Regions from separate parts of the Mus musculus genome. Here all the other regions are linked to region 1. A link is a contact called in public ChIA-PET, HiChIP or PLAC-seq and promoter capture Hi-C data. All regions are on one chromosome and are shown on one strand. Each heading gives the region's core, a stretch centred on a gene start, on an enhancer-like site or on the middle of the called end of the contact. The rest is flanking DNA. Distances are from core to core; before and after follow the strand shown. Region 1 holds the start of Arel1 (apoptosis resistant E3 ubiquitin protein ligase 1). Region 2 holds the start of Fos (FBJ osteosarcoma oncogene). Region 3 holds the start of Abcd4 (ATP-binding cassette, sub-family D (ALD), member 4). Region 4 overlaps Nek9 (NIMA (never in mitosis gene a)-related expressed kinase 9). Region 5 holds the start of Syndig1l (synapse differentiation inducing 1 like).

What was found. Promoter capture Hi-C pulls out the DNA fragments that hold promoters and counts their contacts. ChIA-PET counts read pairs in DNA pulled down with a chosen protein or histone mark. HiChIP or PLAC-seq counts read pairs in DNA pulled down with a chosen protein or histone mark. Capture Hi-C pulls out chosen DNA fragments and counts their contacts.
Region 2: a contact with region 1 is called in an RNA polymerase II ChIA-PET map of memory CD8 T cells, with 8 read pairs. The contact joins the promoter of Fos here to the promoter of Arel1 in region 1. A contact is called at or near these places in 1 of 484 Hi-C or Micro-C datasets (embryonic stem cells) and 2 of 115 datasets of contacts at active chromatin or transcription factors (memory CD8 T cells and pancreatic cancer cells).
Region 3: a promoter capture Hi-C map of stem cell-derived epiblast-like cells shows a contact between it and region 1, with 2.4 times the contacts expected there. The contact joins the promoter of Abcd4 here to the promoter of Arel1 in region 1. A contact is called at or near these places in 11 of 39 promoter capture datasets (the C10 cell line, the HPC-7 cell line, cranial neural crest and 6 more), 4 of 115 datasets of contacts at active chromatin or transcription factors (astrocytes, bone marrow-derived macrophages, embryonic stem cells and 1 more) and 4 of 9 other capture datasets (adipose tissue, embryonic stem cells, liver and 1 more).
Region 4: an H3K4me3 HiChIP or PLAC-seq map of pro-B cells shows a contact between it and region 1, with 3 times the contacts expected there. The contact joins the enhancer-like site here to the promoter of Arel1 in region 1. A contact is called at or near these places in 12 of 39 promoter capture datasets (the 3T3-L1 cell line, the HPC-7 cell line, the SN4741 cell line and 7 more), 1 of 484 Hi-C or Micro-C datasets (adipose-derived mesenchymal stem cells) and 2 of 115 datasets of contacts at active chromatin or transcription factors (memory CD8 T cells and pro-B cells).
Region 5: a promoter capture Hi-C map of pancreatic islet shows a contact between it and region 1. The contact joins the promoter of Syndig1l here to the promoter of Arel1 in region 1. A contact is called at or near these places in 4 of 39 promoter capture datasets (cranial neural crest, embryonic stem cells, frontonasal cranial neural crest and 1 more), 1 of 115 datasets of contacts at active chromatin or transcription factors (embryonic stem cells) and 1 of 9 other capture datasets (pancreatic islet).

What each region holds. Positions count from the first base shown.
Region 1 is chr12:84,969,008-84,973,250 of GRCm38.p6, forward strand. It overlaps Arel1 (apoptosis resistant E3 ubiquitin protein ligase 1), which reads right to left and starts at 1,842. Exons shown (of 20, transcript NM_178065.5): 1 at 1,622-1,842. It overlaps Fcf1 (FCF1 rRNA processing protein), which reads left to right and starts at 1,923. Exons shown (of 8, transcript NM_028632.2): 1 at 1,923-1,958; 2 at 2,208-2,275; 3 at 3,983-4,054. The coding sequence starts at 1,956.
Region 2 is chr12:85,472,039-85,476,281 of GRCm38.p6, forward strand. It overlaps Fos (FBJ osteosarcoma oncogene), which reads left to right and starts at 1,852. Exons shown (of 4, transcript NM_010234.3): 1 at 1,852-2,142; 2 at 2,897-3,148; 3 at 3,554-3,661; 4 at 3,779-4,243. The coding sequence starts at 2,002.
Region 3 is chr12:84,615,585-84,619,827 of GRCm38.p6, forward strand. It overlaps Abcd4 (ATP-binding cassette, sub-family D (ALD), member 4), which reads right to left and starts at 1,882. Exons shown (of 19, transcript NM_008992.2): 1 at 1,699-1,882. The coding sequence starts at 1,736.
Region 4 is chr12:85,302,672-85,306,914 of GRCm38.p6, forward strand. It overlaps Nek9 (NIMA (never in mitosis gene a)-related expressed kinase 9), which reads right to left. Exons shown (of 22, transcript NM_145138.2): 19 at 3,466-3,695; 20 at 2,792-2,953; 21 at 796-1,002. Among named protein-coding and RNA genes, the nearest start is that of Zc2hc1c, 16 kb to the left of the region's middle. Within about 2 kb of position 2,295, at least 106 of the 459 cell types and tissues checked have an H3K27ac peak or open chromatin away from gene starts, as enhancers often do. A contact at or near this core is called in hematopoietic stem and progenitor cells, liver, memory CD8 T cells and 1 more, where this site is marked.
Region 5 is chr12:84,696,945-84,701,187 of GRCm38.p6, forward strand. Syndig1l (synapse differentiation inducing 1 like) reads right to left here and starts at 1,863. Exons shown (of 4, transcript NM_001033334.2): 1 at 1,582-1,863.

The sequences.
Region 1 (4,243 bases), core at 592-3,091:
TCAATAATAAAATGATTTCAACACCAAAAATTCACAACCCACAGATGTGTGAACAACAGAGAGACCTGCACACATATGAGTCTCTCAAAGAGAACAACAGGAAGGACAGCAGTTTCACATTCAAACCGACACAAAATGACCCGTTATAGAGACCTGAAAGTTTAGTAAGAGTTCTGAGGTTCGCCAACACGGTCAAGTTTCAAAATAGTAAAAAAACACATGAACACTCAAGTGGTGTAACCTTTCGGGCTGGAAAAACTTGACAGGAAATGACTGAAAAGACTTTAATGGCAAGCATCTCTAGGGACGATGCTTATGACTATGAAAACACAGGTCGGTCCTAGTGGTGTCTGGGTAATATAGGTGCTGTGATGATGAGCTTAGCTTTATACACAAAGAAACAGAGGCACCAACTGATGGCCCAAAGCAATGCAAATAAAGCAACTCAAGAGAGGGAGTGAACTGCAGCCAGTCAAACGCCCGAGTCCCATAACCAATGCACTGCCTCGCACTGTTACACCTCGAACACCTCTGAACCCAGTAACACTAGGTCAGTGTCATGCAGTAAGAAAATCACAAGCGAACCAAACTGACCTCTGAGCGTCTAGGGCACAGCTTCAACATCGGTAAAACAAAGGTATCAAAAGAGTCAACTAAGATGAAGTTCACATAGCCTACAAGTCTCATAAACTGCACATCCACTTCCAGGAAAGCTGTCCCTGGCCTTCCACAGACTCTCAAGGGGTAAAAGAAACCTCTCTCCGGATGGCTAAGAACAACTAGAATACATCCTAAAAGCAAAGACAAACAAGCAAACGGAAAACAAAACCAAACACTGCCCAGTTTCGCTTTCTCATTCCCACATATTCTCCCTCTCCCATTAAGGACTGCACACCAGGCTTCACAACGAAGAGCACTGTTCCCCATCACATTCCAGGCTTGCTAAGTAGTTGCACATATAAGCTTCTGCACCTGTTTTTCTTGTGATCGTCTAAAAAAGGCCACTGCGACTGGGATAATTGGCTCAATGAGTAAAATACCTGCTGACCAAGCAAGAAGCCCTGAGTTTGGTTTGCCCAGGATCTGGTTAGAAAACAAGCCGGGGAGTAGTGGGCTTGTCCACTCCAGCACCGGAGGGCAGGGATGGGAGTATCTCTGGGGCTTTTTGGTCAGTCAATCTAGCAAAAACCGGAGGTGGAGGTGTTTCCAGGTTGGGTAAGACAGACTGTTTTCTAAAAAGTGGAAGATAAAGACAAGCAGCTTCCTCTGGCTTCTGCTCTGAATTTCTGCTCTGATGCACCTGCACGCTCGTGCTCGTACACACACACGGGAAGAGAGAGAGAGAGAGAGAGAGAGATGCAGACAGACAGAGACGGAGGGAGAACATTGGGGGGGGATGTCCTCCATCGCTATTACATTCCTCTCTTTCCGAAGAATCTTACGCCCAGCCTCACAAGTTCCAAGCCGGCGAGGAAAACCAATCAATAACCAGAGCCTCAAGGCTGAACTACAGAGCCAAGGCTGAAATGATGTGCCAGAGGAAAACCAGAATGTACTGTCAAACTATGGGACGCCCAGGATTCCCGACCCCTCTGCCCTCGTCCCCTCTTCTCTCGCTCGCCTTCAGCAATTCTGGTGCCTACGGTCGGCTGGGCTCTGCCTCCGGCTGCGGCGTGAAGAAAAACGTTACCCGAACGGGGGCTGCAACGTGGCCAAGTCCTAGTTCTGGGGTCCGAGGAAGCAGCGGCCTCATCCAGCACAAATCCTACCCTCCACCCGCCCCCCAAAAAAATCTCCAGTGTCGATCTCCGCCAGCGTTAGGAGCCGGCTCGGAGCTTTTACGTTTCCCAAAGTAGCTTCCGCCTCCGGGTTGGCCTTTGCCGGAAAGAGCGTGAGGATGACGTAAAGTGTCGCGCTGCGAGCGATTCCGGAAGAAACAGGAGTGCGGCGTGAACATGGTGAGCGGAGTGGGAGAACTTTGTCAGAGAGTTTTGGGGAGCAAACGGGAGCTCAGCCTTTGGCCAGATATAGACTCGGTGCTTCCTTGTTTGTTTGTTTGTTTGTTTGTTTGTTTAATTCCATTCTGGCCTTAGTTCGAAGGGAGTAGGGAGGGGGACTGAGTGCTGTTTGGGGAGGGGCAAGAAAAATAGAAGAGAACTTTAAAAGATGTTTTCAGCTCTTTTTAACTCGAAAACTTCTGTTTCAAGGGGAAGCAAAAGAAAACAAGGAAATATGCGACTATGAAGCGAATGCTCAGTCTGAGAGACGAGCGACTGTGAGTGGTCAGAACCAACTGGTTTCTTAAACTGATCAGAACTACAGAAGTCACGATGGGCTAAGTAGAAACATCTGATGTACTGGTTTCTTAAACTGCAGAAGTCACGATGGGCTAAGTAGAAACATTTGATGTTTTTTTGTTTTGCTTATAATGTCTTAGGTCTGTGTTGCATGGAATTATAGTCACACATTCGGTGGGGCAGGGCATGGTATCGTTGTGGGAAAGCCGGTGAGGAGGTCATACCATGGCTGTCTTCAGGTCCTGCCACCCAAGTTTAAAAAGGACGATGGGAAAAGTCCAAGATAGTCCCATTTTATAAGTTGTAAGAATTCAGAACCTTGCCGGGCGGTGGTGGCACACGCCTTTAATCCCAGCACTCGGGAGGCAGAGGCAGGCGGATTTTTGAGTTCGAAGCCTGGTCTACAGAGTGAGTTCCAGGACAGCCAGGACTATACAGAGAAACCCTGTTTCGAAAAAAAAACAAACAAACAAACAAAAAAAGAATTCAGAACCTTCGAACATGCTAGTATGATATTCCCATTATAAAGAACACTCAAGGGGCTGGTGAGATGGCTCAGTGGGTAAGAGCACCTGACTGCTCTTCCGAAGGTCCAGAGTTCAAATCCCAGCAACCACATGGTGGCTCACAACCATCCGTAACGAGATCTGACTCCCTCTTCTGGTGTGTCTGAAGACAGCTACAGTGTACTTACATATAATAAATAAATAAATCTTTTAAAAAAAAAAAATAAAAATAAATAAAGAACACTCAACCAGTTTCTCTGTATCGGTAAGGACTGGGTAAACAGTTAATTTAATGAAGACTGGGCTTCTTCGTGTTTAAGATTTTCGGAACAAGAGAGTGGTCATTAGAACCTTCAGAATTATTATTCTCAGCTTCTGATGTGGGTTTTTATTTTATCTAACAATGTCCCACTGATCACTTCCTTGTGTTGAGTCTTTATTTTATACGTGTGTTATGTTTCAGGCCTTTATAAATAACGTGGAGAAACTTTCCTCCTAAACTTGTGGTTTGAGTCCTTTTTGGTTTGATTTGGTTTGGTTTGTTGTTGTTGTTGTTGTTGTTGTTGTTGTTGTTGTTTGAGACAGGGTCTCACTAAGTAGCCTTGGCTACCCTGAAACTTGCTATGTAAACCAGACCTCGAATTTTTAGGGCTCTGTCTGCCTCTCTCTCCCTGGAGCTAGGAGGGCCACCATGCCTACCTTGGGATATTCAGAAGTCTTCAGCAGGTTAATAACAACCTCTTCACGGCCTCTTACACGTGGTTTGTTTTTGTTTTTTTTTAGCATATATTATACATAACAATAGATATCATTATGTTATTTTTCAAGTGGGTATATAATGTACTTTGAGTAAAATCAACCCCCATTTATACCAAGAAAAAAGTTAATAATTAGAATTTATTCATTAACAACATCTTGAGTTTATTAGCCTTACTGATTAATTTTTATATTTTCTGGCTACTTCCTGCTCTATTTACTTGTTCTCATAGTATATGTTGATGCTAACATCACAAAGTCCACAACTGGATTTCTTTGGTAGCAGAAAGAGAATGGAACTTGAGGTGATAGAGATTGAGCCCAGGGCTTCACGCGTGCTAGGCCAGCCCCAACAAACTGAAACTTCCAAATGAAATTTCAACTGCATCATGTTTCCCTTCTCTGGATTTGCTTTTTTTGCAGTAAAGAAAAGGATAGGTTGAAGCCTAAGAAGAAAGAGAAGAAAGATCCGAGCGCGCTGAAGGAAAGAGAAGTGTGAGTACTAAAAGCGTCAGCTTGCCTTTCCACTCAGACACTAGAAAGCAGTGGCCCTGTAAGATTCCAGGCTTCCCTGACTTCATTGCTTGTCGAGTGAAAGTGCTATCGGGGGGCACATTCTCATCTCCATGCTTTGAGGTTTTGAATCCCATTGAGCAATAAATTTTCCCTGAAGGCACTAGGACT
Region 2 (4,243 bases), core at 602-3,101, 500 kb after region 1:
GCAAGTGGCCTATTTCCACGAATCCCCGCCTCCCTGCCCTCCCCGCTCCCGCTGGGTTTGGATCTCTAAGAATGGAGGCTAACGCAGAGGCAGGAGCCAGCCGGGATCAGCCCCCCGAACCCGAGGGTGATGTCAGTCGGCGGGAGCGGACGCAGCCTGGCCAGGGAGGCAGAGGTTCCTAGGGAGCAGGGAGGGCGGGTGGCCTGGATGGGCGGACCGTGCGCCCGGCCGCTCCGTCGCCTGGAGACGGCCCTGGCGGCGCTGTGTTGCTGTAAACAGCCGCTTCGCTGTTACTATCTATAGAAAGATCGCCTAGCTCCCGGGTGCGGCGGCCCGAGGCAGGTTTGTGGTTCTGCACCCCTTGCGCCCCTAAAGATCCATCCGCTGTCCTAATCCTCTCTAGTCCGTCTTGGAATGCCCACCGTTTGGCTTGACCCTTGGGACCCTCAGAATGGAGACGAGGGGGACACATGAGTTCTGCGAGGATCTGCGGTTTCCTATCCCAGAGGTGACCGGCCCAGTCAGTCTAACCCGGCTTGTCCTCTGCGGAAGGACAGGAGGCCGAGGGCAAGTAGGGGTGTGTTTGTTCTACACTGAAGCACCTGACCTCTTCAAAGTTCCATCTTCCAAGACTCAAAGCTGTTCTCAGGTCCCAGACGCCAAAATCTCGGCACAGCTGGGAACCTTTCTTCCCGTCCCCTCTGCGCCCCCACCCCCCTTCCCAAGTCCGATCTGGAAAATCACCCGCTGCAGGCGGGTTCCTTGTAAGCGCAGTTTCCAGGCTGCACGTATTCAGACCCCCATCTCCCCAGCACCGACTTGCTTTCTCCTCCCCCCCCCCCCCCGAGCTCACCTCACTTTGTAATTCTGAGCTCCCCCCCTGCCCCGACTCGCCCTCTGGTCTCAGCTCAAAACTAAACATACGACCCCTTCAGGCATACTTGTAGGGTGGTTTTGCACAATGTTTATCCGTCAGTGTCAACGGGGACTGTCGCCTTGATAGCTCTAAGTGGCTAAGGGTCGGGGAGTAGGTGCTGCCGTCCTTTAAAACACGAATTTATGAATGAACCCAGTACTGTAGTTAAATCAGGTTATTGTACACTTATTTACAATCCTTCACTTGCTGCTTCCAACCTCAGTCCTAAAGTTTCTCCAGGCAAGGAGCTGGAGAGAGGGGCTGAGAAGCTGACCCCCCCTTTTTCTTCTCTGCACTGATTTGGGATGGGGGGCTGATGTGGGCAAGCTTTCCTTTAGGAACAGAGGCTTCGAGCCTTTAAGGCTGCGTACTTGCTTCTCCTAATACCAGAGACTCAAAAAAAAAAAAAAAGTTCCAGATTGCTGGACAATGACCCGGGTCTCATCCCTTGACCCTGGGAACCGGGTCCACATTGAATCAGGTGCGAATGTTCGCTCGCCTTCTCTGCCTTTCCCGCCTCCCCTCCCCCGGCCGCGGCCCCGGTTCCCCCCCTGCGCTGCACCCTCAGAGTTGGCTGCAGCCGGCGAGCTGTTCCCGTCAATCCCTCCCTCCTTTACACAGGATGTCCATATTAGGACATCTGCGTCAGCAGGTTTCCACGGCCGGTCCCTGTTGTTCTGGGGGGGGGACCATCTCCGAAATCCTACACGCGGAAGGTCTAGGAGACCCCCTAAGATCCCAAATGTGAACACTCATAGGTGAAAGATGTATGCCAAGACGGGGGTTGAAAGCCTGGGGCGTAGAGTTGACGACAGAGCGCCCGCAGAGGGCCTTGGGGCGCGCTTCCCCCCCCTTCCAGTTCCGCCCAGTGACGTAGGAAGTCCATCCATTCACAGCGCTTCTATAAAGGCGCCAGCTGAGGCGCCTACTACTCCAACCGCGACTGCAGCGAGCAACTGAGAAGACTGGATAGAGCCGGCGGTTCCGCGAACGAGCAGTGACCGCGCTCCCACCCAGCTCTGCTCTGCAGCTCCCACCAGTGTCTACCCCTGGACCCCTTGCCGGGCTTTCCCCAAACTTCGACCATGATGTTCTCGGGTTTCAACGCCGACTACGAGGCGTCATCCTCCCGCTGCAGTAGCGCCTCCCCGGCCGGGGACAGCCTTTCCTACTACCATTCCCCAGCCGACTCCTTCTCCAGCATGGGCTCTCCTGTCAACACACAGGTGAGTTTGGCTTTGTGTAGCCGCCAGGTCCGCGCTGAGGGTCGCCGTGGAGGAGACACTGGGGTGTGACTCGCAGGGGCGGGGGGGTCTTCCTTTTTCGCTCTGGAGGGAGACTGGCGCGGTCAGAGCAGCCTTAGCCTGGGAACCCAGGACTTGTCTGAGCGCGTGCACACTTGTCATAGTAAGACTTAGTGACCCCTTCCCGCGCGGCAGGTTTATTCTGAGTGGCCTGCCTGCATTCTTCTCTCGGCCGACTTGTTTCTGAGATCAGCCGGGGCCAACAAGTCTCGAGCAAAGAGTCGCTAACTAGAGTTTGGGAGGCGGCAAACCGCGGCAATCCCCCCTCCCGGGGCAGCCTGGAGCAGGGAGGAGGGAGGAGGGAGGAGGGTGCTGCGGGCGGGTGTGTAAGGCAGTTTCATTGATAAAAAGCGAGTTCATTCTGGAGACTCCGGAGCAGCGCCTGCGTCAGCGCAGACGTCAGGGATATTTATAACAAACCCCCTTTCGAGCGAGTGATGCCGAAGGGATAACGGGAACGCAGCAGTAGGATGGAGGAGAAAGGCTGCGCTGCGGAATTCAAGGGAGGATATTGGGAGAGCTTTTATCTCCGATGAGGTGCATACAGGAAGACATAAGCAGTCTCTGACCGGAATGCTTCTCTCTCCCTGCTTCATGCGACACTAGGGCCACTTGCTCCACCTGTGTCTGGAACCTCCTCGCTCACCTCCGCTTTCCTCTTTTTGTTTTGTTTCAGGACTTTTGCGCAGATCTGTCCGTCTCTAGTGCCAACTTTATCCCCACGGTGACAGCCATCTCCACCAGCCCAGACCTGCAGTGGCTGGTGCAGCCCACTCTGGTCTCCTCCGTGGCCCCATCGCAGACCAGAGCGCCCCATCCTTACGGACTCCCCACCCAGTCTGCTGGGGCTTACGCCAGAGCGGGAATGGTGAAGACCGTGTCAGGAGGCAGAGCGCAGAGCATCGGCAGAAGGGGCAAAGTAGAGCAGGTGAGCAGCGATTCTGGACCTTTGTGGGCTGGGGGGGGGGGGGGGGGCGGAGACTGACGCACAGACCACACAACAGAGAAGGGACGCTACTGACTGCACTTCCTGACCAGGAGCTGTGGCTGCTAGCCCTTTCCCTCCCTTGTCAGATTTTGACAGTTGGACCCAAGACAAACTCTAGACAGTTTCCCTGACAGCTTCCTACTTCATTCTCTAGCCGGGGAGCTTCTTTGTTCCCCTGCTAAAGATCTCACTTTAAATGCAAATCACACTCTGCCTGCCAACTGCAGGTTAGAAAAACTGCTTCACCGAGAGGTGCGGGTGCTGTAGGAGCCAGTTTCACTGGGGTGACTGAATGGAGGTGACACTAGACAACCTTAACTGAATGTTGGTCCTTTTCTTCTATAGCTATCTCCTGAAGAGGAAGAGAAACGGAGAATCCGAAGGGAACGGAATAAGATGGCTGCAGCCAAGTGCCGGAATCGGAGGAGGGAGCTGACAGATACACTCCAAGCGGTAGGTTGAACCAGCTGCTGCTCCTGAAACTTTATTAAAGTTGGAGCTTGGGACTATGGGCGCAGGGTCCTTGAGCATGCCCGTGTCTTATGCTTTCTTATATCTCTCCCTATGCAGGAGACAGATCAACTTGAAGATGAGAAGTCTGCGTTGCAGACTGAGATTGCCAATCTGCTGAAAGAGAAGGAAAAACTGGAGTTTATTTTGGCAGCCCACCGACCTGCCTGCAAGATCCCCGATGACCTTGGCTTCCCAGAGGAGATGTCTGTGGCCTCCCTGGATTTGACTGGAGGTCTGCCTGAGGCTTCCACCCCAGAGTCTGAGGAGGCCTTCACCCTGCCCCTTCTCAACGACCCTGAGCCCAAGCCATCCTTGGAGCCAGTCAAGAGCATCAGCAACGTGGAGCTGAAGGCAGAACCCTTTGATGACTTCTTGTTTCCGGCATCATCTAGGCCCAGTGGCTCAGAGACCTCCCGCTCTGTGCCAGATGTGGACCTGTCCGGTTCCTTCTATGCAGCAGACTGGGAGCCTCTGCACAGCAATTCCTTGGGGATGGGGCCCATGGTCACAGAGCTGGAGCCC
Region 3 (4,243 bases), core at 632-3,131, 350 kb before region 1:
TGGGAAAAAGTATATTACTAACCTACCAGAAGCAAATGTAAAAAAATAAATAAATAAATAAATTAGTGAAGATACCTTAATAATGATGAATAAAGTAGGAAGACATTTCTCAAATAAGACCCCAAACCTACAAACTATACAGGGTAAAACTGGTGGGCTTGATTTAGACTTACGTATTTTATTTAACACAGTACCACAGACTTTGGTGAGATGAGAGAAGGTATTTGCAGAATGAAATTGATAAGGAGTTACAAGCTGGAACATGCAAGGAATCTCCGCATGTCAAGGTGTTTCTTTCTTTCTTGGTCTTTTAAGACACAGTGTCTCTGTGTAGCCTTGACTGTCCTGGAACTTGCTCTGTAGACCAGGCTGGCCTCAGACTCACAGAGATCTGACTGCCATCTGCCTCCCATGTGTTGGACTTAAAGGCGTGCGCCAACACGTGATGTACCCAGCACATCAGGATATTTCATAGGAAAGTGAGGAGAGGATATAAGCAGGCAGTCTATGAAAGGGACAATCCACGAGCCTAATAAATGTACTAAGTTAGCACAGTGTAGTTGACAAGATGGCTCAGCCAGCAAAAGGTCCAAGTGTTTGTCGCCAAGATCTGAATTCCAGCCCCAGATCCCACTGCGGAAAAAACCAACTCCAAAACCTGTTCCCTGATCTCCATTCCTGTGTCATGGCACACATATCACACGTGCATGTGCATGCGCCCCCCCCCAATAAAATAAAAATAAAGTTATTACAATAGGATACCATCTTACAGGGCTGGAGGGATGACTCAGCAGTTAAGAGCACTGACTGTTCTTCTGAAGGTCCTGAGTTCAAATCCCAGCAACCACATGGTGGCTCATAACCATTCGGTAATGATATCTGCCCTTTTCTGAGGTGTCTGAAGACAGCTACAGTGTACTTACATATTATAAATAAATAAACCTTTAAAAAATACCATCTTACATACATCATTTAGATACATATTAGGAAAAATAAACTAAACAATACCAAATATGGGGATGGTTATAAGGGACACTAGAACCTTTATATATTGCTGTCAGGAACTATAAATTGGACGCGACCACCCCAAAACATTATAGAATTAAGTATGGCTCAGCATTCTATCCTGAGGTGGATAACTTAAAGAGAAACCATCAGTATCTATCTATCAAGAGACAATTGCCAGGATATTCATTACGGTGTACTTTGTGGTGCTTGAAATACTGGAAGTAATCCAGGCATCCTTTACTAGGGAAATAGAATCTATCCAGGGTGACGCTGAGCACCATTCAGGAGTGAAAAGTCATATAGCATGGATGACCTAAAAAACCCAATGCTCAGTTTAAAAACTTCTCTCTTTTAAAAAATCACAACATGATTCATGAATCCAAAGTCAACATATATTTTAAGGTAACAGGATAATTTAAGTAAGAGGGTCTGAAAAAAATTAATGCAAAGGAGGGTGTGCCAAGAGCAGATCGGAATTGAGAACGAAAACTAAGGGAGGAAGATGCCAAAAGAGGGGGGTCCGCAGTACCTAGAGTGAGGCAGCGTCAACTCCATTCTGTGCAGCCAGGGTTCCAAATAGCCCAAACTGAAGGAAAGTTGCAAGGAAGGACCCGCAGGGGAGCAGCCCCTTCCCCACTGCCCAGGCAGTGCGTCCCTGACAACCCGGCCGTCCTCACTAGCCCTGCTCACCTGGCACCAGCTCGGGCCGTGGGTCCCGGGACCGCCATGACCCGGGATGCAAGCGACGAGGCGACCGAGCAAGCCCGGTGTCCTCCCCGGGCAGAGTCCTCAGAGCTCGGGGCCCCGCCCTAGGAGGAAAGGGGTGGGACTCTGGCGACCACAGAGACGCGCTAGATAGAGAAGACGGCTCCGGCGCTGTGGCCGTTCCCGGAAGCGCAGCCTTTCCTGAAGAACAAGAGAGTAGCAAGAGGTTATAGAGCTGGCCGGGTGGCCAGAGCGTCCCCTGTGGGGCTGGGAGGTTTCTTTTGCCAACTGGTAGTTCCGAGTGTAACTTTCTCCCAGAGAAGACAGCGTGATCTGTTTTTTAAAAAATTAATTAATTTAAAAAATACATATTTATTTAGTGAGCTATGTGTGTGTTCACGCGAACTGTGAACCAGGGCGTAAGTGTCAGAGAACAACTTTGAGGAGTCAATTTTCTCCTTCCATCATGAGGGCTCCCGAGGAGCCAACTCAGGTTGTCAGGATTGGCGAGAAAAGCCTTCATCGGGTGAGCTGGCTCCCTGGTCCCAGCACGATTTACAAGATTTTCTTGAAAATGTATTTTATGTATAGGAATGTTTTGCCTGCATGTATGAGTACCACGTGAGTGCCTGGTGCCTGCAGAGTCCAGAAGAGGGCATTGGAGTCCCTGGAACTCTAGTTACAGACCCAGGGCTTCTGAAAGAGCAGCCAGTGCTTGTAACCACAGAGCCATCTCTCCAGGACGTCCCATCTCTCCCCAGCGTGATTTTGTTTGTTTGTTTTTTGTTTGTTTTTCGAAACGGGGTTTCTCTGTGTAGCCTTGGCTGTCCTGGAACTCACTTTGTAGACCAGGCTGGCCTCGAACTCAGAAATCCGCCTGCCTCTGTCTCCCAAGTGCTGGGATTAAAGGCATGCGCCATCATGCCTGGCCAGCGTGACTTTTTTTTTTTTTAAAGATGTATTTATTATATGTAAGTACACTGTAGCTGTCTTCAGACACACCAGAAGAGGGCGTCAGATCTAGTTACGGATGGTTGTGAGCCACCATGTGGTTGCTGGGATTTGAACTCTGGACCTTTGGAAAAGCAGTCGGGTACTCTTACCCACTGAGCCATCTCACCAGCCCCAGCATGATCATTTAAGTCGGGTAGATGTGACTTAGTGGTAAACGACTTGCGTGTCATACATAAGGCCCCAGCACTACAGAAATAAACATATAAATCAGTTTTCCAGACATATATGGCAGCTCAACCCTGTAATTCTGGACCTGAGGCAGTAGAGCAGGAGGATCAAGAGTTCCAGATATGCCTCAGATACATAGAAAGCGCTGAGTTCATGATTAGCCTGGACAACAGGAGACCTGCCTCAAGGGGAAAAAAAAAAAAAAAGGGTAGAGGATCCTCACTTTACATTTGCAGTTTTCAACACTACTGATTTATAGTGGGTTTCTGGTTTGGTTTGGTTTAGATTGCAGCTGTTTTGGTTCTTTTGGTTTATTCTGTTTTTGTTTTTGTTTTTTCTTCCCGAAACAGTGTTCCACTGTGTAGCCCTGGCTGTCCTGAAACTCGCTCTCTACACCAGGCTAGCCAGGATCTCAGAGATCCACCTGCCTCTGCCTCCAAGTGCTGCGATCCTTAAACGAGAAATGTATGAAATGCTTATAGACTGACTAAAGTGCCCAATGAGAGATTCAAGGAAACAATAATGGCATTTCACATTTGCATCTAAATGTATCTTCCTAGCTCTTGATCCTTAAGGTCAACTCTGGAACAAACACTCAACAAGTCAACAAAGTAACAATTACCAGTTGTTTTCAGAGCCTTTTAGACTTGCTTAGTGGCAAGCTCAGTTATCTTTACAAAGCTTCGTGTCCATGACAAAGATACCAAACAAACAAAGCAAATAGGCTTCCCCAACTTCAACACTAATGACTGTTGCGCCTGTTGGGCCTGGCCTTTGTAGGGTGAGTTGTAGGAGACTGAGCAATGTCTCAGGACTGAGCAGCTGGAAGATGCCAGCAGAGCAGCTGTCCTTAACCCAGCCAATAAAACCATGCTGTCAAATATCCCTTAGCAGAAGGAAGGACCAAAATTCTACCCTCACTCTGCTCCCCAGAATGGAAAACAATGTTTCGGAATGATAGAGAGGGACAGCCAACTTAGGACACAGAAACAGAAGGTCCAGAAAAAACTCTGAGAGGATGGTAACCGAGATTTCTGCAGGGGGAAGAGCTTAATACTTCAGGGTACGATTTTCTAAGATTTGATTTTTAAGCAAGCAAGCAAACAAACACCAGCCAGATACATCAAGACACAAACATCGAAAATTAAACATCACTTAAAGCATGATGGAGAGATGGCTCAACAGTTAGGAACATTGGCTTCCAGAGGCCTAGGTTTGGTACCCAGTACCTTAAAGAAAGCTCATCACTGTCTCTATAACTCCAGTTTCAGGGGTATTGAGGGCTTCTTTGGCCTGGATAGGCACTTCGCAAATATGGTACACAGACATACATGCAGGTAAGACACCT
Region 4 (4,243 bases), core at 1,045-3,544, 330 kb after region 1:
AGGCAGAAGGACATCTGCTGGGAGGGAGGGAACTCTTCCCCACCACTGTGGGCTCTGGGGACTGAACTCAGACTGTCAGGTTTATATGGCAAGTGCTTTTCTTAGCTGAGCCTTAAGCTGAGCCCCAACCTTAAGCCATTTTTTAGAATCTACTTTAAAATGGTTCATCAAGGGCTAGGGATGTAGTTCAGTATCAAGCATTTGCCTACCATGTGTAAGATATTGGATTCAATCCCCAGTATTGCACAAATATACAAATAAAATGGTTAGAATAAGAATGTACTCAGGTAGTAGTGGTGCACGCCTTTAATTCCAGCACTCAGGAGGCAGAGGCAGGAGGATCTCCCAAGTTCAAGCCCAGACTGGTCTACTCAGAGAGTTCCAGGAAGGCCAGAAACACAGAAAACCCTGTCTCAAAACAAAACAAAACAAACCATCCAACCAAAAAAAAAAAAAAAAAAAAAAAAAAGAATGTATACATACCTACCAAAAGAAGTAATTTGTTATTACTATTACTGAGCCTATATGGTAGGCATATGGGTGTTTGTTATAATGTTTAAACATTTTCACAATAAAAATAGAAAAGCCAAACAATTAGTAACAAAAAAAACCAATAGAAGTTAGGTGTTATAATAAGCTAGATAGGTCCAAGGGCTCCTGGAATCAAGTTCAAAGTCCCATCATTGAGAGACAGGGAGTCACAAAGAGCTAAGTCTACTTTTACTTTGCAGCTTGTTTCTGTGACCTTTCAAAGCAGATTTAGAATTCAATTACTCTTTTAATGGATGTTCTCACCTGCTGGCCTCCTTCCAATTTCTTGTTGAGCTTTTGTAGTTGGGTAAACATCTGGAGGTTTTCTTGCTGGAGCTTCTGCTGTTCTTCCAGACACTTTAACACCAGAGCCTGCAACCTGTCAACCTCCACCTGCAGAGCACTGCACGCACAAGCAGCAGAGGTCAGGGCTTTCCCAACACACGGCACTGCAGGATCCAGCCGAGGGGGCTAGGGACAAGGAGGAGATAATGCACAGGATCTGCCATGGCTCCCCAGTACAAACAGTTTCCGTTAACCAGCAAGATAATACAAAAATACGCAAAAACAGGTGCAAATGAAGGAAAAAAAAAAAAAGCCTGGATTCCAGTGGCACTTGGTACTAACAGGACAGTGTTTAGTGCTGCTGCAGAATCATCTATTTGGGAGGATTTTACAAAACTCTTACTTTCTTGGTTTTTGTTTTTGTTTTTTGAGACAGGGTTTCTCTGTATAGCCCTGGCTGTCCTGGAACTCACTCTGTAGACCAGGCTGGCCATGAACTCAGAAATCCACCTGCCTCTGCCTCCCGAGTGCTGGGATTAAAGGCATGTGCCACCATGCCCGGCAATTCTTACTTTAATATGTTCTACTTTAAAGTGCTGAAGTGCTGAAGTGAAGTTCTGATCAAGTGAGTGAGGTTCATAAAATGTAGTTGGTCACACTGTGTCAGAGATTCGAGAAGAGTTTGTGAAGAACACTGACAAGACAATTTAAGAAGGCCAACCCAGGAGGGGAAAGGTTTACTCTCAGGTTTTAAGGGCTTTGTTGCCACTCTCCTGGGAAGGCTTTCAGTTATTCTAGTTGGGATTTTTCTCCCATATACACTTTTAAAATTAGCAGGTCAGAGCCAGGTGTGGAATGCACACTTTCATCCCAGCACTTGGGAGGCAGAGGCCGACGAATCTCTGTGAGTCTGAGGCCAGCCTTGTGTACAGAGTGAGTTCCAGGGAAGCCAGAGTCACACAGAGAAACCCTGCCTCAAAAGCAAAATAATAATTAAATAAAAATGAGATGAATAGCAGGTTAGCAAATGCTAGCTGGGGACTCATCCATTCTGTATCACAGGCTGAACACCGCTAGCCTGAAAAGCCTACTTGCTCCTAAGTCCAACACTGTGTGAGCACTGACACGATACCATGAGGGAAATATCACACCTAAGCTCCTGAGATAGACGGCCTGCAGTCCAGAATAGGTATATTAAAATATGACACAAAATAACCTCCAACCACAAAATGGCCTTTAAGCTATGTTTACACAGCATTATGTATATACAGATATTCCAAAATACACCAAAATGTGAGATTGAAAGACTTCTGGGTCCCACTCATCTGGGCAAGAGACACTCAATCTGCATCTGTGACTGCTTTGTGCTATGACGTCAGAGCTGTAGCTGCAAAGGGTTAAACAGCCCACAAAGTCATGTGACGATGCCGTGGCTTCTCTAGATCTGTGGTGCCCTCTGGTTTAGAACTGATTTACAGTTTCACTTCTACCCAGGCTGGCTGTATGCTGTTCTTTCAGCAGACTCCAGGCATTGCTTCTTACATACAGCTCAGCTAACACTCATGGTGCCATTAAAACTGAGTTTGGAGCCTAGGAACGTGGCTATCTGTGAAGAGTTTGCTTAGCATGTAGAGAACCCTGGGCTGGACCCCACACTGCATAACTGGGTGTGTGGCACATGTCTATATCATCATCTGGGAGGGAGATAGAGGCAGGAGTAACAGAGGTTAAAGGTCATCCTCCATCCTTGGCTGGGCTACAGAACCTGCCCCATAAAGAAACAAACCGTCACAACAAAAAGACCATTTGGAAATTCATGGTTCAGCTTAGTACTCCTGAGGAAGAAAGGAAGAAATGACCCTCTTGTGCTGGAAGGCAGAGCGGCAACTGCCAGGACAGTGCAGCACTGGCCCCGAAAGTGAGAGGACATGATGAAGCCAGGAGAGCCCAGGCACAAACAGCCACTGTCAGTTACCCAGGCTCCTGCTGCACGCTGGGGCTCCGGAGGAACTTCAGATGCGACCTTGAGTCCCTGCAGCTCTTCATAGGGCAGCGTGTCCTTCTCAGACTGTGAAAACGCCGCACTTAAGGGAGCGGGGCTGTCAGGCATGGGAATGAACTCTGCGTTTTCCAGCTCCTAGGCAGACAAGAAAGAATCTCACCAGTTTGGCTGCAGCAAGTTCCTTTCTCCCACGGTCTTTGTAGCTTTCACTTTCACGCTGCTGTGACAGCAGCGCCCTCTAGTGGTACAGAATGGTGGCTGACCACATATATTGCCTAACCTGGAACCAAACTTCAGCGATGCTAGCTCAAGTTCAGCAAGTTGTATCTGGTTCATTTCCCAACACAATTCTACACACACTGTCTGCTGGTCAGGAAGCTTGACGGCAAGGCACTGAGGCCTCCTTCCAGGCTGCCTTTAGTCCCAGCACTTGGGAAACAGAGACAAGTGGAACTCTTTGAGTTCTAAGCCTGCCAGGACTACAAACTGAGACCCCGTTTTAAAACAAAACACAGATGTCTTCACGGGTGGGAAAGTGAAGCCTTGACTCCTGTCTCAATTAGTAGGGCACTAGAAACTGAGACCTTGGCAGCCCTCACTAGCTCCTGTCACAGGCTTATCTGAAGCATCTGTTCTGAGGGCATTACCTTCCGAAGCCAGCCAGGACAGGAGCTGCTAGCCCCACAGCTGTTTCCCACGGCCTCCGTGGGACTGATTAAGCCTTCCATCCCACGGTCTGCTTCCATTGTTCCTCGGAAGCCTCCGCTTGGATCTGGAGTTTCAGATTCCTGTTGACTGTCTTCCTCTTCACCCCCGCCGCCGCCGCCACCACCACCACCACCACCAATGCCACCTCCTGGGCTGGAGCTCTGAACCACTGGTAGATGTGTAGCATAGGAAAGAAAGAGCTTCGTTAGGCCACAGAGATTTAGCATCTGACACCTCATTCACCCCCACAGAAGGTCCTAGAATTGCACAAAGTGGAACGTTCAAACAAATATTTGAGACTAAATTGTTTTTACATAGATAGCATTTGAATTTGTAAAAATTATTCTAAAAAGATTTTTTAAAAAAAATTTTATGGGTATGGGTGGTTTCAGCTGCATGTATGTCTGGTACCATGCACATGCATTGCCCTTGGAGGCCAGAAGAAGGTGTCAGATCCTCTGCAACTGGAGTTACAGATGGTTGTCAGCAGTCATTTGAGTGCTAGGAACCAAACCCCAGTTCTCTGTAAAAGCAACAGGCACTCTTAACTGCTGGATTGTTTTTCCAGCTCCACAGTATTTTTAAGTTATCACATTGATTTATTATGTGTGTGGATGTGGGCATGTGTGTATACACTGTACTGTAAAGGTTAATTCTCTTTTTCTATCACGTGAGTCCCAGGACTGAACTCAAATTGTCATGATGGCAGTATAAGCC
Region 5 (4,243 bases), core at 613-3,112, 270 kb before region 1:
GTCAGACAGATCTGTAACCAAACCGAGGGCCCCTGATTTCCAGTCAAACACGTTGACTGATACATTGTCACAGTTCATCCCTGCGTTTTCCAGCCAATTACCGAGTCCTTCCTAGGTTCCAGGTGCTGTGGGGGGAGGGGGGGGGGAGGGAAGCACAGAGGAAGCACAATCCCTGCTCCAAAGAGCTATTTTCCCTAGATCTGCGATTCTTGGAGAAACATAAAAACAAAAACTATGAGTCAGACTCTCGCCCTATATTATCTCCTATAGGTGTTGATGGAGGAAGGGGGCAGGAAATCCTCTTATTTCCTGGAGATTTATGAGTTGGACTTCACTGTTTCTGGGACTCCTTAGAGGCTGCAGGCAGAAGGAGCCAAGGCTGGACTGCAGAATAGGGGTTAAGGGCGGCAGTAAGCTGATCACTGTTAGCAGGCCCGACTAGGGGACTGGGGCAGTGAGAGGAGCTCACTGCGGGGAGATGTCTCTCCTGGCATCTCAGGACAGTTTCCTGAGGTGGACAGATGCCCAAGGCTCTTATCCTCATCTTAGAGATGAGGAGACTGGGCTTAATAAGCTTGGACAACTAATGCCAGGAATTAGAAGCTGCCAACCAGAGCCTTTTGACCTCCAAGGGTGCGGAATTGAGCTGGGTGGGAGGGTGCCGAGGAGCCAGTCTGAAGACCGTGGTCAACCACAGCAGTGAACTAGTCTACCTCTACGCAGTTTTATTTCCATGGGTCTGTTCTGCCACTCACAGAACTCTGGGCTGAAGAACTGGAAGCACTTTGCAGGCCTGAATGAGCTCATGCTACATACTCTTGCCAGAGAGAGAGAGAGAGAGAGAGAGAGAGAGAGAGAGAGAGAGAGAGAGAGAGAGAGAACCAAATGGAAGCTCTGTCGGGGTCATCAGCACTCAGGCATATAATAGAAAACCAGATCCGGGTCCACTACGTTGTCTTCCCAAACCAAGCAGTGTGATGCAAGCCCAGCCCCTTTTCAAGAGGAAGAGAGTCACGGAAAAAGCTGAGGAACCTGTCACCTTTTCCTTTCCCCCAAAGAAATGTATTAACCAGTCCTGAGGAGATAGACAACCCCTGCCCCCATTTCCCTGTCCCAAGGGCTATTCCAGGGCAAAGAAACCCAAGAGCAAAGAGATCACAGCTTCTCCAGTCACTCTAGTGACCAGGCTTGGATGGGAAGGAATAGCTGAGTGAAATCCACTCAGATTTGACCAATGTCATGGAATCTTAGTGGAGACTGATACTAGGGAGTCTGGGAGACTCACATCAATGTTCCTGTAATCAGTAGGCAAGGTGTCTCAGAGCTGTCTCAGGTCAGGGCCAAGACCTGGAGGTACAGGGTCAAGGTGCCCAGGTACCTATCACAGTCTGGATGCCTCAAGTCTCTCCTAGAGTCACCCAACAAGGAGGTGAAGAGTGGGGCTGGACCTGGCCAGAGCTCTGAAGGAGTGCGAGGACCTGTAGGGGTTGGAGCTTCAGCACTGCTAGGCTCCCCCAGCATTCCCCAGCTCTCTCGGTGCCTAGCTCTGCGCTCCCGCTGCGCCCCCAGACGGCTCCTTACCTGTCGCTCTGCGGACCGTCCCGCCTCCTCGCGGGGCTCGGGGACCGGGCATGGGCCGGCGAGCAACGGCGTCCCCGCCTCGCGGCCGCGGTGAAGCTTCCAGGAGAGCTCCCTGCTCCCGGCCCGCGTCCCTGCCGCTGTCGCCGCCGCTGCTTCAGAACCGTGGACAGCTCCCGCTCGCCCGCCGCCGCCCCGCGCGCCCTACACGGTCCCGGGAGCCCCGCATCCCGGCTCCGCCGCGCTCAGCTCTCAGCCCGGCCCGAGGCGGCTCCGCGCCGACTTGGGGGAGCGGCGAGGAGGGTCCCCGCCTCCCGCCGCCACCGCCTGCCTCTCGCCTCCGTGCTCCCTTCCACGCTCCAGAACCAGCCCACCAGGCACTCCGGACCCAGCTCCCGGGAGGGGAGGGGCGGGGCGGGGCGGGGCGGGAAGTCGGGGAGCCCGGAGGAGGCGGCGGCGGCGCGAGGGGCGCGCAGCTGGAACCGGCTTTTCTGCTTCCTGGAGCCAAACCCTCTTCTCCAGCTTTTCTCCCCTGCCTCCTCTCGCGCACCCCAGAAGCGATGCGCGCGCGACCCTTGAGCTTCTTAGAGTATTTTTGAGCTCTGAGGCTCCCAAGCTCTGAGTTCAAATTATTGATCAGCCCTACAAAGAGAAACAAACAAACAAAAATATTTATTGAATGCCTACTAAATAAACCACGCCAGGTTATTTATTTATTTAGCCAGAGTGATCTCATTTAATTATCTTAACAATCTACTAGGTACCCTCTGTCTCCCAAACATGGATGAGTTGTGCTGAGGTCAACACAGCTTAAATATCGGGATTTGGAGACTTCAGTTCTGTTGGGAAGTATATAGGTTCTATAGCCCATGAGTTTTGGTGATAGTTTGTTCCAAACACTGTGTGACCCAGAGGAAGTTACAAAACCTGTCAAATTCTCCAGACGGAATCCATCAATGAGGGGGTCATATAAGGACATATATGTGACACATTGGCATCCAATAGGCTCAGTGGGTGAGCCATCTCTGTCATTCTCCCATGAGGAGGCCTGAAATCTAATCTGACTGTAGGGTTCTGGCGGCTCTGTGTTCCCAACTATGCGGCTCTTTTTTTTCTTCTTCTTGAGCTCCCATAGATTTTTATTTTTTTAGATTTATTCATTATGGGTGGTTATGAGCCACCATGTTATTGCTGGGATTTGAACTCAGGATCTTCAGAAGAACAGTCAGTGCTCTTACCTGCTGAGCCATCTTGCTAGCCCTTTAATTTAATTTAATTTAATTTAACTTAATTTAATTTAAATTTTTGTCATTTGTTTTGTTTTGTTTTGTTTTTTGTCTTTTTAAGCATGGTGAGAGATTAGCCCTACCGCGAGTGTTGTGAATGGATGGATACCAGCATTGTTCATGCCTTCCCCTCTACCCATGACAAGGTCTTGAGATTCATCATGGTACCCAGAGGACAGGAAAAAAGGCATATTCTCATTAAAGGAAGGTAAATAGCGATGGGCAAAGGGAACTCCAGAGCACGCTGAAGCTGAGGCAGCTGTAGAATCCTGGGAACAAAACTCTGCAGTGACCCCTCCCTTCTCCCATGTCGGGATGCCAACCTACACTGAATGGGAGGGAGCTCTTGTGGGCGCAGAACATCTAAAGCAGTTCCCTTTAGCTCCCAGCCTGCAGAGGAAGGGCCACGGTCTGGTCTCTTTGGGTTTCTCCTTCAAACCCGGCAGAGAGCTTCCTTGGCCTAGGGTTGGTCACGGGTCTTTTCCTGGCTCTGTCCACTAGAGTTATACTAGGAAGGCTCCTGCCCCACATGCATGTAAGTAAACCCCTTCCTAAAAGCATCATCTCTTGTGTTACTTAGCTCACTTTTAGTCTCCCTGCCATAGGCACATAAGGCCCTTGCTTGTCTTTGGCCTCCCCCTGCTTGCCCCTTCCCCACCCTGGTTTTTGTCAATGCCTGGGCTGCTTACTAAATTACTAATTAAAAGGATAATCATAATAATATTAATAAAATAATAATAATAAGCCAGTGAAGCAAAAGCTGAATAGGAATTTCAAATACTAATGTTGATAATTAAGTGCTGCTGTCTGGAGGGAAGGCTCCAAGAGAGACCTATAGTTGGTGGTGTGTCACCGAGCCATGGCCTGGGTGCCAGGGAACCTTAGGTGCTGGTCTTCCTTTGTCACTGACTGTGCAACTTCTGGCAGTTGCCTAATCTTCCTGGGCCTTTGCTCCTTTAGGATTGTAAACCCTTCTGTAGCTTTGAAGTAGGAAAATAAGCATTGTGTAATGGGGAATGGGGAACAGTGGCTAATGCAGCAATAAGAACTTCCAGGGAAATTACCTTTTACTGCCTGCAAGGGATAGGTGGGACTGAGTCTGTACCTCTCTCTGTATGTCTCCAGTGGGTTTTTTCTATATCCCTCTGTCCTTTCTCCATCATGCAGTGTGAGGAAATTTAGCACCGGGAATGTAAAGAAAAGCCCAAGTCTAGATCTTTGAAGGATTTACACTGGAGGGTTTTTAGAAAGTTAGACATGTTGGCCAGTAATTCGACACATGGAGAGAAGTTTATGAAAAGTCCTCTCTGCCTCAGGAAGTCCTTGGAGGTTTCCTGGAGGAAGTGACATTTGAGTTGAGTTTTATCAAAGAATGAGAC